Regions from separate parts of the Zea mays genome. Here region 2 is linked to region 1. The links are chromatin contacts, called in public Hi-C maps. All regions are on one chromosome and are shown on one strand. The core of a region is the stretch at or near the end of the contact, and the rest is flanking DNA. Distances in the headings are between cores, read along the strand shown.

Region 1 (3,145 bases), core at 623-3,122:
ATAAAATTCCTTCTATTAAATTGATTGATGGAAGTTGCATCACGGTTGGCTTTATCCTTCTGCCATGCTTCTGTTACCTGTAGAACAAGGGGCAACTCTGCCAAGCTTCTGTTACCTGTAGAACGAGAGGTAACTCTCTCATGCTTCTGTTACCTGTAGAACAAGGGGCAACTGGGACAGCATTATTATTCATTTATTGATGAGGACTTCAGGCGCTGTTGCTGCAGCGGAGTGTAATAAAGCTTAACAAACTGGAGCACTGCTCGATTTTAGCGATAATGCTGGCCTTGCTCTTCTTTCAGAAATGCATAGCAAGTGGGTTTGAACAAATTTAAGGTTTATTTATGTGTATACCCAAAAACAAGTCATTTTGTTTTCCCCTTTTCACAAATGTGTATAGCATCTTGGTGGCACAAAAGGTGGATTGTATCTGTTGTTTTTTATAAGCTAGTGTTGTTGTTGTTTTTTTGGGTAAGCTAGAGTCATGTAGCTAGAGTCGTGTAGTCATGTAGCTAACTAAGAGGGTATTTAAATGCACTAGAGTTAAAAATTTACTAGTAGAATTAGCTAGCTAACTAACAACTAATTTACTAAAAATAGCTAATAGATGAAATATTAGTTAGGGTGTTTAGATGTCTTTAGCTAATTTTAGCCACTAACTATTATCTCTAGTGTATTCAAATATATCCTAACTATTAGCTACAGTGTATTCAAGCACCCCTAAGTCATAGTTGACTCCGCACAATATGTCCACGGTGAGATCCTCATATGCCATTGGTTGAAAAAAAAAAAGGTGAAGTTGCTTTCGATCGGATAGGAATAGAAGCTCAGGGTGCACCAAAGATCATATTCATCGCTATCTGGCCTCAACCTTGAATGCTCAACAAAAGCAGGTGGTTCTTCTATATGTATGATGTATCGACGAGTGGAATAACTTTTCTCCTACTTTGTTTATCCCACACAGGTTTTTTTTAATCCATACAAAAACCGGCGCGTTCAAGTGTAGAAAACAGAACTGTCTTTGCGCAGTACGGGAACGCTAGATCAAGCAAGTGAAGGTCCTTCGATGTTTTGGTTCCTTTTTTTATGCTTTGTTTAAACTTTCATGGCAGTCATTATTCATTTCATTCAATATTGGTTTCCTCCCCCGCTACATTTTGGATCAAGTTTTGAGTGTGTGGTGGACCATCTTCTTATCCACTCAGTGGTGCGCTTCCATTCTTCTCCATTTGCTACGCACTGTTGGCCATGCCAGAATACTGGAAGGATAACCTTTTTTATAATAAGTGTGTATATATACTACTCCTACATGAGACATATATTTGCCACGATCAGTGCATAATTTTTTTTATCGAGATATTTGAAGGATTATATGGATCGCATTGGGACATGCATCTGGTAAGCTACTGGGCATACTTATCTGGTTTGCCCTTTCTTTAGAACGTGTTACAGGCTTTTTTTTGGGATTAAAAAGCTACAGTGTTGTTGCACAAATCTGTTGCAACTCAAATTTGGGTAGGCAGGGAAGTAAACAGCTCGTCAAAACGTGGCCATCGTCTTGCTCGCTTAGAGCCTGCTTGGATACCCATATATATGCCTTAATCCAACCACTACAACACACATACGTTGAAGTAGATACATGGGCATCTAAACAAGGCTTTAAGCATAATTATCTCATTATCTTAAGCGTTTTTGAAGAAGAAGAAGAAGAAGAAGAAGAAAAAGTCTGTGTTTCTTGTTTTCGCTTCGAAAAACATTGTTCCTTATAAGCTTTTGCGGAAACCTGATAAAGCTAGGCCCTATGCTTATCCTATTGTTCCTTATGAACTTCTGCGAACGAAGTCCCACTATCCCAGAATGGATGTCCGTTATCATTCTGCTTGTCAATTCGCCTATTTTTGCTTTCCGTCCCTTTCTTAATCCACGTTCTGATTTCTGCACGTGGCTGCCTTTTCAGCTATCGAGCCAAAGCTTACGCAAAGAGACAGAGGTGTCGAATTAGCCTATACTTCCCACATGTGTTCCCTCCCTCAGGCCTCAAACATAGAAATAGAAGTCGGCTGTAATTATTTAATTTAATTTGGCTCATCAGGATTCAAGCTTGAGAACTCTGGCCCTGTGATACCCTATTGAATTGCATGTAGCTTAAGTCGATGGAATAAAAAAAAGGGTGCACTTATGGCTAATTCACTTTTATACTTGTCAACAATCAGAATCGTCCCAGACTCCCAGTGTGCCTGTGGCAGAACATTCTTTTGCTTCCTGGATAGTGGAGACAGTCACATATGAAAACGATCTTTTCGTGAGAAAACTAAGACAGAAAGAAAACATAAGACTCTGAACCTGCAGTTTAGCAAGATTAGACATTCCAGGAAATGCAACTAACGAGACAATCATCGTTGGAGGCAGCTGACCTGGGGCGCGCCATGCATCCTCGAAAGCAGGCAAAGCTTGTGGGTCGGAGTTGCGAGCTCTGCTCACTGTTCGAAGTGGAAGGGATCAGAAGCAGCCAATCAGCATATGCAAAAATGCGACGTGGTTTGTGAGTGGTAATTAGTTGCTTTGTCAGCTTCACCATCGATCGTGCTCACATGCTTCATTGTCTTGGTATGTTACTGCCTCATGATTGCTCCAAGATCGAGGATACGATTCTCTACAAGATTGGTTGGTGTGTGTTAGTGTTACTGTCAGCTGTCATACTAGTCAAACTCAACTTTCTTGGACCATGGTTTCTCTCTCTCTCTCACACACACACACAGCTCCCGTCTTTTTGTCAAGTTGAAGGTCTATCAAGTTGAAGGATGTTTCCTATAAGTGATACAAGAAGGCACTAGTGTCACAGACAGAGTTGCATTTATCATATGTATGCTTTAATTTGTTTTAGTCAGTAGTAATAGTAGTCAAGATGTTAATTAATCTACTAGTACCTGCGAGTGTACAATAATTGCAATCTGGAAAGAAACCGGATTTTTGGAAGTCAAACTCACTATCATATATGCTTTCCCTTGGGCAGACCATGCCCACGAGTTGAGTTGGCTGGCTGGACCAGAGTTTGACCCCCCAAAGTTCACAAATAATTCAGTTGCCATGAACCACACGGTATGGCAAGGAGTGGCAGAGGTCAAAGATACAGCCTCCCCCACAT
Region 2 (2,943 bases), core at 4-2,503, 800 kb before region 1:
CTATTAACTTAGCTACATTAAATTAAATAAAGATAAAATTGTCTATTAAAACCAGAAAATTGAATGAGAAGCCTATGCTCCCACTCAACATAACGTGGGTCTGCCCCTGATTGTATGCACTGCGCAGCATAGCACTAGCGCGTCAGCGAGTAAATAATCTCAAAAAATATTCCTAGATCTGTCTGGCCCGCTGCGCCGTGGCCCCCTACCGTGCCATGGAGGGACAAGGTGGAGGCGTGTGTCGTCTGTTGGCCTCGCTTGTCCGCTAATAGTCTCGGCCTAAGGCTCTCTCCAACTATTCCTCCTCCCAAATCTCTCATTCGTATTTTTATTCATGTTTAATTACCTATTTCTCAACTATTATTCTCCATATTTCTCCTCCTCTCCAACAGTTATGCCTATTCAGCTCATCTTTATACTTTAAGTGCCCTATTTAATTTTTATATACATTAGTTTTAGAGTTTTAAAAATTTCTACAATATTTATAGTATCGTAATACACATTATTATATATTAATTATACTAAAAAAATAATTTTACAGTAAATATGATTAATTAGTGTTTGTGAGCTTCGAGCTCCCTTTTATGGGTGACAATGAACTCTAAATTTTACACTGTAAGGTTTAAGGATCAAGTTAGGATCGAACCATATTTCTATTTATTTTTGAACAAAAAATTAATTAAAACTTTAATATTTTGTGAGGAAGTATTTGGATTATGATTCATTACCACCTCACTCCCTCTCCATGGAGGTGGATTTTTCTGTCACGCGGAGAAGAGGGGAGTGAATCGTTGGACTAAAGAGAGAGAGAGAGTGGGTACAGAGGGGAGTGAACGATTCAGGGAATCCTTGGAGAACGCCTCAGCCAAGCCAAGCGCCCGAGCCGCCAGTCGGTCAAGGTTAAAATTAAAAAAGCCGCCGCATTGGCGCCCGCAGTGCGCCCAATCGTCATCCGCCAACTGGGACGTCGCAGTCGCGCCCGTCCCGAGTCCCGACCGGTGGAGCCGCACCTCACCGCACCGCCGTCGGCCCCGGAGCGCGGCAATGGCATGGAGTGGAGCCCCACGGTGGGGGTGGTAGAAGTAGTACTAGTACGTAAACCGTAATGGTACTCCAAGGATTCCCACTCCCAGCTCCGGCCTCCGGCACGAACGTACGTTGGAGTAGCAGCAAGGAGTGACCCCCACCACGCACACGTGCTGGCCACCTCCCGCCTACTTATACCCGGCGCCATTCGTCCTCCCAATGGAATCGGCCGGTCTCCTCCCTCCACCGCACCTGCAGTCAGCAGCAGCCTCCTCTCCACCCACCAAGGGCACCAACCCACCACCACCACTCACTCAACCACCTCTCGTCTCTCTCCAGCGCGAGCTAGCTGCTAGTGCTAGTTCGCTCGTCGGCCAAGATCCAAGACAGCAGCAGGGCTTGTAATGCCGGGGAGCGTGCCGCTGGGTCTGTGCCTGGACACGGCGGGGGTGCAGGTGCCGTGGTACTTCAGGTGCCCCATCTCCCTGGAGCTGATGCGCGACCCCGTGACGGTGTCGACGGGGCAGACCTACGACCGCGCCAGCATCGAGTCCTGGGTAGCCACGGGCAACACCACCTGCCCCGTGACCCGCACGGCGCTCGCCGACTTCACGCTCATCCCCAACCACACCCTCCGCCGGCTGATCCAGGAGTGGTGCGTGGCGCACCGGTCCATGGGCGTGGAGCGCATCCCCACACCGAAGCAGCCCGCCGACCCGGACCTGGTGCGGTCCCTCGTGGCGCAGGGCCCGGGGCTCCCCGCGCTGCGGAGGCTCAGGGCGCTGGCCAGGGAGTCGGACAAGAACAGGCTGGTGATGGCCACGCACGAGACGAGGGCCGCGCTGGTGGAGGCCGCCTTCGGGTCCGGGTCCGGGTCCGGGGCGGCGAGCGAGGAGCTCGAGACCGAGGCCATGGCGGTGCTCGCGCTGGTGGGGCTCGGGGAGGCCGAGGCCGCGGAGGTGGTCGGGAGGGAGGAGCGGGTGGCCAGGCTCGGCAAGGTCCTCGGCGGCGGCGGGCCGCTGGAGGCGAGGGTGAACGCGGGCGCCGTGGTGGAGGCCGTGGCGTCGGCGTCGGGGGCCGAGGCCCGGGCTGCGCTGGGCGGCGCCGAGGGCGTGATGGACGGGCTGGTGGCGCTGGCGGAGGAGGAGAAGGCCAACAACGCCCGCGCCGTGCGCGTCGGGGTCCGGGCCCTGTTCGCGCTGTGCCTGGCGAAGGAGAACCGCGCGCGCGCGGTGGCGGCGGGGGCCGCGGCGGCGCTGGCGCGGCGCGTGGCGGAGGGCGGCGCCGGGGAGCCCGAGCGCGCGCTGGCGGCCGTGGAGCGGCTGTGCCGCGCCGAGGGCGGGCGCGACGCCGTGGTGGCCGGCGCGGGCGGCGGGCCCGCGGCCGTGGCGGCGCTAGTGCGCGCCATGTCCGGGCGCGGCGCGGAGCACGCGGCGGGCGCGCTGGCGGCCGTGGTGGTGGGCGCGGGCGGGTCGGAGGCGCTGCAGGCGGAGGCGGTCCGGGCGGGGGCCATGGGGCGGCTGCTGCTGATGGTGCAGGGCGGGTGCTCGGAGCGCGCCAAGCGCAAGGCGCAGCACCTGCTGAAGCTGCTCCGCTCCGCCTGGCCGAGCGCCGACTGCGTCGCCAACTCCGACGACTTCCTCCAACACTACCACTACTGATCGTAATCGTCCTACCTAGCATTCGCGTTCTGTTCCCTAAGGCCGCGGAAAGATCACTCGCTCGCTTGCTCAGGGGGGCAAGTGCAAAGGCTGCCGGCGGCGTGTATGTATGCCGGGTCCGGGACCGGGACGGCAGCAGGACGGAGAAAATCTCTAATGTTTTGTACGTAACGTAACGTTGGCAGGGAGGAGGAGGAGGATGGATGGATTCGTGGTTCTGGATCAATGAACAGTACTAGCAGTAATAGCTGCTAAG

What was found. A called contact is a pair of places that touch in the nucleus more often than the background predicts.
Region 2: a Hi-C map of bundle sheath shows a contact between it and region 1, with 2.5 times the contacts expected there. The contact joins the promoter of LOC100281673 here to the promoter of LOC103627257 in region 1. A contact is called at or near these places in 2 of 25 Hi-C or Micro-C datasets (bundle sheath and ear).

What each region holds. Positions count from the first base shown.
Region 1 is chr5:173,754,443-173,757,587 of Zm-B73-REFERENCE-NAM-5.0, reverse strand. It overlaps LOC103627257 (RING-H2 finger protein ATL72), which reads left to right and starts at 1,872. Exons shown (of 1, transcript XM_008647543.4): 1 at 1,872-3,145. It overlaps LOC103627258 (histidine decarboxylase-like), which reads left to right. Exons shown (of 5, transcript NM_001323601.1): 5 at 1-24.
Region 2 is chr5:174,556,766-174,559,708 of Zm-B73-REFERENCE-NAM-5.0, reverse strand. LOC100281673 (ubiquitin-protein ligase) reads left to right here and starts at 1,253. Exons shown (of 1, transcript NM_001154593.2): 1 at 1,253-2,943. The coding sequence starts at 1,431. The coding sequence ends at 2,687.